Linked DNA regions of Mus musculus: region 2 is linked to region 1. The links are chromatin contacts, called in public HiChIP or PLAC-seq maps. All regions are on one chromosome and are shown on one strand. The core of a region is the stretch at or near the end of the contact, and the rest is flanking DNA. Distances in the headings are between cores, read along the strand shown. Region 1 overlaps Aim2 (absent in melanoma 2). Region 2 has its middle 43 kb from the start of Ifi204.

The links. HiChIP or PLAC-seq counts read pairs in DNA pulled down with a chosen protein or histone mark.
Region 2: a CTCF HiChIP or PLAC-seq map of pro-B cells shows a contact between it and region 1, with 9 times the contacts expected there. The contact joins two enhancer-like sites. A contact is called at or near these places in 1 of 15 datasets of contacts at CTCF or cohesin (pro-B cells), 2 of 115 datasets of contacts at active chromatin or transcription factors (fibro-adipogenic progenitors and large pre-B cells) and 1 of 9 other capture datasets (macrophages).

Annotation. Positions count from the first base shown.
Region 1 is chr1:173,453,721-173,458,918 of GRCm38.p6, reverse strand. Aim2 (absent in melanoma 2) reads right to left here. Exons shown (of 9, transcript NM_001013779.2): 4 at 4,606-4,695; 5 at 3,304-3,585. The coding sequence starts at 3,565. Among named protein-coding and RNA genes, the nearest start is that of Ifi206, 35 kb to the left of the region's middle. Within about 2 kb of position 2,553, at least 17 of the 459 cell types and tissues checked have an H3K27ac peak or open chromatin away from gene starts, as enhancers often do. A contact at or near this core is called in pro-B cells, where this site is marked.
Region 2 is chr1:173,807,380-173,812,963 of GRCm38.p6, reverse strand. No RefSeq gene overlaps it. Among named protein-coding and RNA genes, the nearest start is that of Ifi204, 43 kb to the right of the region's middle. Within about 2 kb of position 3,498, at least 39 of the 459 cell types and tissues checked have an H3K27ac peak or open chromatin away from gene starts, as enhancers often do. A contact at or near this core is called in pro-B cells, where this site is marked.

The DNA.
Region 1 (5,198 bases), core at 1,304-3,803:
CTGTGGAATGCTGACCCCACCCAACCTGAGAGCAATGTATCAGGCTTCCTGAAGATTATAGGTAATTTCATGCACACAGATGTCTTTGAAAGGAATCATCTGACCTAACCCAGCCACAGCCTATTGAGAAAATCACCCTACTCAGCCCCAGTGTTTGAAAAAAAATAAAAAGGCTTCTTGTTAAAGGCAATTGTGTCCGATATTTCTTTGGAGTAGAGGACCTGGTCTCCTCAAGCCTGGTGACCAAGAAGTGATGGGACTGGGATGAGTTTTGAGCTTAGCCTGTGGTTCAGCATGAGCCCAAACTGGGGGGAAAGTCTGTGATTTTATTCTATATATGGGTGTGTGATATGTGATGTATGGTGTATATGCGTGTGTCGATGGAGTGTGTGTGTGTGTGTGTGTGTGTGTGTGTGTGTGTGTGTGTGTGTGTGTGTGTGTTTAGTCTCAGGTCACACCCATTCCAAATGTCCCAGGAGCAGCATCCTTCCTATCCTTGGAACCCAATCTATCGCCATGAACAAATAGAGAATCTAAGTAGCAACGCTACCCATTTAGGACCTACATCCTGCAAACTTACTTAATTAGAGACGATCAAAGACTCTAGCTAGCAGCTCTATTGGACTGCTAAGCCCAGTTAGTGACCCTACTAAACCATGTAATGTAGATAATGTTTTTATTTGACCACAGAACACAAGCAGCAGCTTGGTCCAATCAGAAAACCTGAGAACAAGGTGTCTCCTTATAATTGATACCAACTGACATATGCATAGCACAGCCTGGGGTAAGAATAAGGGGGTTGTGAAGGAGAAGAGAAGTAGAACAAAGACCCAAAAAAGTTACTGCTTTCTCCTCCTCAAATGTGCAGGCACCCATCCAACATTTTATTCTGAAAAGGAAACTTCTTGTCCTGATTTTTAAGTGACCATCTATTAATATGGTCAGTGTTCAATTACTTAAGGAACTTATAGGTAAAGATGTTATAAGAACCTTTTTACGTGTGGTTTCCTCACAGAATCTGAAACATTCAGGGATGTTCATGGATTTAATTTTGTTAGATATCAAATCATGTAATGTATATGACTAACAGTTGTCACATAATAAGTATTCTGTCACTCTCTTTCAGACAACAGGAAGGAACTGAGTCTTGGTCAGGAATCCTATAGGGACCTTTATTCTTGTAGGCATGTCTAATCTATGGTCCATGAATCACATGTGCCAAGGACAGCTCTGAATGCAGCCCAATGCAAAACTATAAACTTCTTAGAATTTTTTGATCACATTTTTAACTCCATTGTGCTGTTATGGTGCATAAACTTTGGAAATGCTAGTGGCCTATGACTAATACCAAAATGACCAAATATGCTTGCAAGAAGTTCAACTGATCGTCCAATGGTTAGTGCTATGACATTTTTATTTATATTTTGGATATTTGCACATAAAAACATCCAGTCTCTGTTGACAGCACAGGAGAGGAGAAGAGAGCTAAGGGAGCCAAAGGGAATAAACATGTCACTCTGTTCTAGCCTATCAATCATACTGACCTTTTAAAAAAAATGCCATTGAGAGTGTTGTGTGGAAACATTTGGAAAAGTCATCTTCCCACTAGATACCTCTCGTTTCATTTAATAATTCAATGCACACTTTTCCTCTATCTAAGATCATTATACTTGGAGAATTTCCTTAGGTTTGCTTGGGTTTGTCATGCTTATTTAACCTCATAATTTTTCACCTGTTCTCTTGCTCAAGCCTCAACTAAAGGTCGGGACCCTGTTATCATTCTTTAATGACATCGTTTAATTTGTTCAGATACACACACATACACACACACACACACACACACACACATACACACACACACACACACACACACACACACACACACACACACACAGTTTTCATGAGGCAAGGCCACGTCATGCTGAACATTTACCAGAAGAAACACAAGGCAAAACTGCTGGGAAACAAGCCAGAGATCAATGCTCTACCGTAGCAGCCACTGGCATCACTGACACAGCTGTGGTCAAGGCAGGCTTGAAGATGACTTCAAGTAGCACTTCCAAGCTGCAAAGTGCCTAAACTGACTTCTAGATCAGCAGTCACTCCTGAGTTTTCAACCAGGTCTCAAAGTAGATCTTTTGAGCTAATCAAGCCGATAAAACCCCACCATTATTACAGAAGTAAAATAGAGGAAATTTTTTTAAGTAAGGGGGCTTTATATCATCCTATCCAGAAAAAAAAAAAAAGAAGCCATGAATAGGAATTAATTTCGGGAGTTAAAACTAAAACATGCTATCAGGCTCGCTTAGTTCAGTAGATGAACAGTAGTGACTGGAGCAATGATGTGTTCTTACTGCCACTGTGTGGTCAAATGTAAGAACTACACTTTCTGTCCAATGTCAGCTACTCTTAAACTAATCGTGATCAGGCCTTGCTCTAAGTTCCTCAAAGTCACATAGCATCTTATACCTGTATGTGATTTTTACCCTTACTTCATCACTTAGACGGCGTATAAATAACCCTCTGGAATCCAAGCCCCTGCTGCTGCATCACACACATCTCCTCGGCAAGCAGTTAACATTTTGAAGCTTCTGTATTACATAGTGTCCCCAAACCACTGCCTTTGGAATCTCTCATTTTAGGGACTCCCTTGATGAGGTATACTTTCATTGGCTCTTATTAGTCATTTGAACCCCAAGGACATCCCAGTTGTTCTTAAGGAGTAATTGGAAACTTAACGACATGGCATATAATTTGTGGAGAGTGAGAGCTGGTTTATTGAATGCAAACACGTGCTTTGTGTCCTGGAAGTTCATAATGTCGTCTATGCTAGAGATAAAGGAAGGATTAGAAACTCCATGCAGTAGAAGCGCAAAGGCTTCCTTAAAAAGGCCAACTGGGACCATGGCAGGATGGCTCAGCGCGGAGGTGGATAGTCCATGGCAAAGTTAAACAGTTCTCTGGTTTGTATGTTCAAGGCTGTGTTTTCTTCATGTCACAGCCAGGCAGGCCTTCAGCCAAGTGTGAAAACCTTAAGTACTGTGTAATGAGACCTTGGACATTAACACCGACCTGCCATTTCCGCAGTTTCTGCAAGTAGATTGGAGACAGACTCTGGTGAAGAGAGAGACAATGGTGGCAGCCCTGACTACCGGCATCAGACACGGCTAAGGAATTTGTAACATGCTGTTTAGTGACTCTGGGGGGTGAAGGGCCTGGTGATTAAGGAAATTAATTTCCTACAATACAATGTAGAAGGGTTTCATTTCTCTCATATCATTAAGGGAGGGCACTCCTACGCACCTTCTTTCTTTTTCTCTTCAAGAGCATTTGCAATATGCATATAATTCAACTTCTGGAAAATATTAATGGCCTTGGTCACTGCAGACGCCGCACCTGCACTTTGAATCAGGTGGTCAGCTAACTCTGTCCTATCTGCCACGTCGAGTGTGCTCCTGGCAATCTGAAACTCAGTCAAAGCAAAGTACTTGAACCGTTTCAGTTCTTCCTCCGTGATGTGGTCCAGGCCGGTCAACAACAGCATTTCCCGGTACTCACTCTCCATCTCACAGTCCCAGGATCAGCCTGAAAAGAAACCTCGGCCGTAAGATTACAGCACTCTATGCAAGTCTACATTCAGGACACACAAGGTAAGTGGTTAACAAGGCATACCCAAGATGACAGAGCAGGAGGAGAGCATTAGGTGAAACGTGAAAAATGAATCGCTATGCAAGATGATCAAAAAAGGATACTTTCAAAGGGCATGTGGTAACCTAGGAATTCTTAGGGTTCCTGACCCCTGCAAAGTGTAGAATATGGCACAGTGTGTATACTTCAGGCATATAACTTAAAATTTAACATACATATACATGAAATATATTTACCAGTTCATTCACTTGAGGACCATATTTTGCTGTCCCATCTCTTCAAATTCAAGATCAGAAGATTTTTCTCCTGTATTCTTCTCTAGAGACTTAAAAGGTTTAACTTGTATATCTATGACCTATTCTGGATTCTTTTGTATATGGTATAAAACTATACAAAGATCCTTTTGTGCACGTGGCAAAAATTTTCCGTGATTGTATGGAGAAGACCATGTCTTCTTTGTTTTCCAAAAAAATTCACTTTCCCATATATGAGTTGGTCTATTTAAGGATTCTTTCCCTTGTTCCTTAATTTATCTCTCTCTTAATTTAGGATGTATGTGATATTCTGAATGGGAACATTCAATAAAAAGAAGATGTCAATTTGTCAATTAATAGACAAACTACATGCAAAATCTCAGAGAAATCATGTAAGGATAATTCTACATCTGCATGCAAAGCTAAGGACAAAAAGATACCAAATATGTTAAAATATTCACCAAGTAACACTCTGCCGACTACCTATAAATGCTTTTAAAGACTTAATAATTAGGGAAGTCAAATGGTAAGCAGAAAAATGTCAGAATAAAATCAGAACCACATATACAAAAAACATGGCACATAAACAGTATGAATAAATCTGAAAGAAAGAATTATCAGCAAAGAACAGTATTCAGAAAAATTATGTGGGAGATGATAATAATTGATCTTTATCTTATATCACAGAAAAATAAATACTCACCTAGATACAATAGCTAAATAGGAATAGCAGTACAGTTGAGAAACACTGGATTTTTTTTCTTCACTTTACATTGAGAAAAAGGAAAACTTCCTAAACAATATACATAAAGGACATGTTAGGGAGGCAAGAGTTATTAAATTTCATCGAAAACATAGTCTAAAATTCTGCATGAAAATACAAACAATGCAAACATCAACAAAAAGGTCCAAATTGGGATTGTACCGCCTCCAGTGTCTATGATGAATAAACGCCTTGTTTTCAAATATGTGAAGAAAACCACATATCTGTGAGAAATTGTCAACTGCCTAGGTGAAGAGTGGTGAAAAGAGATGAACAAGCAGTGTGCTTCAGTATGTGATGACGTTGTGTAACAATATCATTAACACTGCTAGTAGTCTGTTACTTTGCAGTGAACAAGGTAGAAGAAATAAGACCAGAACAGGGGGATTCATGAGAAGAAAACAACAGGTCAAAGACCCTCACATTTCCCACCACTGCAGACTATTTCAATGAGCTCTATAGACTACAGTTAATGAGACCTTGCCACTCTCGGTAAAAACTGGGCAGGTAAGGAAGAGATCAGAGTATCTCTG
Region 2 (5,584 bases), core at 2,249-4,748, 350 kb before region 1:
TGGATGGTTTTATTCAATTTCATCACCTGTTTGGTCGTGTTTTCTTGCAATACTTTGAGGAAATTTTGTGCTTCCTCTTTAAGGTTTTCTACCTGATTAGCAATATTCTCCTGTATTTCTTTAAGTGAGTTATTAATGTCCTTCTTGATGTCCTCTACCACCATAATGAGATATGCTTTTAAATCTGGGTCTAGTTTTTTGGGTGTGTTAACGTGCCCAGGACTGGGTGGAGTGGGAGAGTTGCGTTCTGATGATGGTGAATGATCTTGGTTTCTGTTAGTAAGCTTCTTATGTTTGCTTTTTGCCATCTGGTAATCTCTGGAGTTAGTTGTTGTAGTTGTCTCTGGTTAGATCTTGTTCCTCAGGTGTTTATGTTAGCCTCTATCAGCAGACCTGGGAGACTAGCTCTCTCCTGAGTTTCAGTGCTCAGAGTACTCTCTGCAGGTAGGCTCTCCTTTTGCAGGGAAGGTGCCCAGATATCTGGTGTTCGAACCTGCTTCCTTGCATAAGTTGTGATCCACTCACAGAGGTCTTAAGATCCCATGGACGGTCCTGTGTATACCTTATGGTTGTCCTCAGACTCCACGCCCAAGGTACCCCTGTGTTGGCTTAGACCAGAAGGGACTTGTGCCCCTGATCAGGCCGGGTTTTCTGTTTCCCTAACTAATGCAGTCTCAGGTCCCGCGTGATTGGATTGGAGGAGATGCTGTGTTCCACTCACCAGAGGTCTTAAGATCCTGTGGCGGGTGTTGTGGGTAGCTGGCGGGTGTCAGCCGACTCCGCGCCCTAGCTACCCTGGTGCTGGCCGGACCGGAAGGGCGAATTATTGTGTTTCATGTTAAGATAGAGGACAGTTTTAATTTACTAACAAAATTTTGGACTGGGTATTAGGTCTATCTTATACTAGATTAGTTACAAAATAGTGATAATTGTGCTCAATTTATATTTTGAGAGAAATCCTTTTTCTTTAATTAAACAGAAAGGGTGACATTTTGCAGGATTTTCCCTGTCTAATCACATAAGGGTAGCAAGAAGCCTGTGACTTAACAGGGAAAAGGGAAATAGAGCTAAGGGTGGCAGAGAGGGAGCACATCTCAAGGGAGAAGAAAGAAGGAGAATGGAGGAGAACATGAACCAGTGTTGCTTGACCAGCCTCAGTTATGATATCATAAATTTGGAATAATTGGGATAAAGCTTTTATCATTAACAATGGGCTCTGAAATTATTGTATTGGCATGTTGTAAGTTGTGATTTTATTGATACATAAATCTGATTGGTTAACTATAAGCTTTACGAGTTTTAATTCTACAGGGTCATTGGGTGTTGAGATGACTGACCATGGGGTGCGAGGGGAATTATGTGATAGCAAGAGGAACTCAGAGGCTCCTGCCAGAGAGTTGGTGGGCTGAGAGACCTCCAAGTTGACAGCATCTAGTGGGAGCTCTGAGGCCCAGCAGGGTGGGAGAGTTGGTGGGTTGAGAGATGCAGGAGCACGGAGAGTTGGCAGGTTCTTTTTAATATTTCCCACAACAGCTAATATACAAAATACATAAAGAATTTAAGAAGTTTCACACCAACAAACCAAAATATCTCAATTAAAAATGGGATACAGAGCTAAATAGAGAATTCTCAACATAAAAAATCTCTAAAGGCTAAGAAATAATTAAAGAAATATTCAATGTTCTTGGTCATCAAAATGTATAAGTCTAAAGGACTCTGAGATCACATGTTATACCCATCAGAGGGCCAAGATCTAAGCAAAACTAAAGGGAAAATACATGCTGCCCAGGATGTGGAACAAGGGGAATATTCTTTCATTGCTGCTGGTAGTGCAAATCTGTACAACAATTCTGGATATCAATTTGTCAGTTTCTCAAAAATTTGGAATAATACTATCCCAAGACCCAGCTATCCAAGATCCAAGACTACTCCTGGGCCTATACAAAAAAGATGCTCCTCTATACCACAAGGATGCTTGTTTATCTATGTTCATAGCAACTTTATTCCTAATAGCCAGAAATGAAACTACCCACATAAAAATGTTGTTTATTTACACAAGAGAATACTATTTAACTACCAAAAACAAGGACATCATGAAAGTTGCAGGCAAATGGGTAGAACTAGAAAATATCCCAAGGCCCAAGTAAGGATGCTTAAATTCCACTTAGAAAGAGGAACGAAATAATCATGGGAGAAAGCAGGAAGAAAAAACATGGGTGGGAGAGAGAGGGGGGAGAGAAAAATGGGGCCAGGATCAAGTATTGTTAGAGACAGAAGATGGGCCTAGAGGGCCAGGAGAATGGATGGAAACATGCAGCTGCTGGGGCTTCAGGAGTGGGAAGAACCTCTAGAAAGTATTATAGACCTGGTATGATGGAGGCCCCCAAAGCTAAATGTGTGTGACCTTAGCAGAAATGCCCAACAGCAGAGATATAGAACCTGAAGAGATCACCTCAGTAGTCACACCAGACTCGTAGTGGAGGACCCGCCTACAAAGCTTTTGAACCCAATTTGTTCCTGTCTGAAAAAATGCAGGGACAAAAATGGAGCAGAGACTGAAGAAATGACTGACCAGTGACTGGCTCAACAGGCACAATCTCTGACACTATTGCTGATTCTATGTTGTGCTTGCAGAAAGGAGGCTTGCTTGGCTGTCCTCTGAAAGGCTCTACCAGCAGCTGACTGAGACAGATGCAGATACTCACAGCTAAGCACTGGAAACAGGTTAGGGACTTTTTGGATGAATTGGGGGAAGGAAAAAGAAGCTGAAGATTATGGCAACTTTTAGGAAGAAAAACAAGGTTAATAAGCCTGGATCACTGGAACTTAGATACTTGGCCACCAACTAAAGAGCTGTAGGGAGTGTATGTGGGTGACTATACCTAGCAGTGAGAGTTATGGAACCTGAAGTGACCACCTTTTGTTTCCAGGCAGTACTCCCAGTAGAGAGATAAGGACACTAACCAATTCTCAAAAACTTGGTCTCAAAATGTGTCCTGTCCATAAGAAGTGCAGGGACAAAGATGGAGCAGAGATGGAGAGAATGGCCAACAGATGACTGTCCCAAATTGAGACCCATCAAATGGAGAAGAACCAATCCCTGAAACTATTAATGGTATTTTGTTATGCTTGCAGACAGGAGCCTAGCATCACTGTCCTCTGAGAGGTTCAACCCAGAAGCCAAAATAAACAGATGCAAGATCCATAGCCAAACTTTAGACAGAGCTCAGGAGTTTTATTGAAGAGTTGAGGGGATAGAGTCTCCACAAAAGACAATACTGTCAATTAACCTGGACTCCTGGGTACTCTCAGAGACTGAACTACCAACCAACGCATAAGCATAAGCATAAGCATAAGGATAAGCATAAGCATAAGCATAAGCATGGGCTGGACCTAGGGCCCCCACACATATGTTGCAAATGTGCAGTTTGGTCTTCACCAACAACTGTAGAGGAAGCTGTCCCTGACACTGTTGCCTGTCTATATCCTCTTCCCCTAACTGGGCTGTTTTGTTTGGCCTCATTTGAAGAGGAAGTGGTTAGTCCTGCAGTGACTTGATGTGCCATGGTGTTTTGATACCAAGGCGGTTTGTCCCCTACTTTTCAGAGAAGGGTTTGAGGAGTGGGCTGGGAAGAGATGGGAGCTGCAATCTCTGAATATAAAGTGAATACAGAAATTAATTAATGAAACAAAAATAAATGAAGTTTCTAGGTCAATGCCAGCTTGACTTCTCCATGTCCTATGACTGAAGGGTGTGGCATTTTGTCAATATGGGTTTCATATCTATTAAGATATCCATTCACAGGTTGTCACAATCATAAATATATATGCACAAAACACAGGGCACTAAATTTTATCAAAGAAATTCTATTTGTTTTAGCAAGAGGCTTTTTTATTAGATATTTTCTTCATTTACATTTTAAATGCTATCCCCCAAGCCCCCTATACCCCCCGCCCTCTTCCCCAACCCACCCACTTCTGCTTCCTGGCCCTGGCCTTCCACTGTACTGGGGCATATGATCTTCACATTACCAAGGGCCTCTGCTCCCATTGATGGCTGACTAGGCCATCCTCTGCTACTAGATACACAACTGGGGGTGGAACTGGTTAGTTCATATTGTTGTTCCTCCTATAGGGTTGCAGACTCCTTTAGCTCCTTGGGTACTTTCTCTAGCTCCTTCATTAGGGGCCCTGTGTTCAATCCAATAGAAGACTGTGAGCATCCATTTCTATATTTGCCAGGCATTGGCGTAACCTCACAAGAGAGAGCTATGCCAGGGTCCTGACAGCAAAATCTTTCTGGCATACGCAATAGTATCTGGGTTTGGTGGTTGTATATGGGATGGATCCCCAGGTGGGGCAGTCTCTGGATGGTCTTTTCTTCTGTCTCAGCTCCAAACTTTGTCTCTGTAACTCCTTCCATGGGCATTTTGTTCCCCGTTCTAAGAAAAAGAAAAGTATCCACACTTTGGTTTTCCTTCTTGAGTTTCATGTGTTTTGTAAATTGTATCTTGGATATTCTAAGTTTCTGGGCTAGTATCTGCTTATCAGTGAGTGCATATCATGTGTGTTCTTTTGTGATTGGGTTACCTTACTTAGGATGATACCCTCCAGATGCATCCATTTGCCTAAGAATTTCATGAATTCATTGATTTTAATTGCTGAGTAGTACTCCATTGTGTAAATGTACCACATTTTCTGTATCCATTCCTCTGTTGAGGGACATCTGGGTTCTTTCCAACTTCTGGCTATTATAAATAAGACTGCTATGAACATAGTGGAGCATGTGTCAACAAGAGGCTTTTTAAGACTTATGTTATTATTTTAAATTATGTACGTATGTATGTATGTATGTATCTATGTATCTATGTATTTATGTATGTGAGGTGTGGTATGTACACATTAATTCAAGTCCCCACAGAGCTGATGTTATGGGTAGTTGTGAGCCACCTGACTTGGGTTCTAGGAACCAAAATGGAATTCTCTATAGGAGCAGTGGGTTCCTTCATGGCCCCTTATGAATTCCCTGACCTTTATGATTATTTGATATAAAACACATTAATCTGAAGATTCAAAGCTGATATCTAACAATAAGAAGAAACATATAATTCTAGTCTTTCTGAGTCTGGGTTATCTCACTTATAATGATTGTTTCCAGATCAATCCATTTACATACAAATTTCATCATTTATTATTTTCTTAACAACTGAATAATACTCTATTTGTAAATGTACTATATTCCATTATCCATTCATCATTTGATAGACACCTTGAATATTTCCATTCCTGGATATTGTAAATAGAGCAGTAATAAAGATGGATGAAAGGACATTTCATGAAAGGGCAAGATAGCCTTTGGAGATAATTCATCAGGAATGACTTTCTAACATGGGATGGGTCTCAAGTTGGGCCAGTCATTGGTTGGCCCTTCCCTTAATCTCTCTTTCATCTTTACCCCTACACATCTTGTAGACAAGAAAAATTGTGGGTTGAAGGTATTGTAGCTGGATTTGTGGACTTCCATTGGAAGTCTTCTCTGGTTACAGGAGATGGCTGTTCACTACAATTTGATAAGCCAAGGATG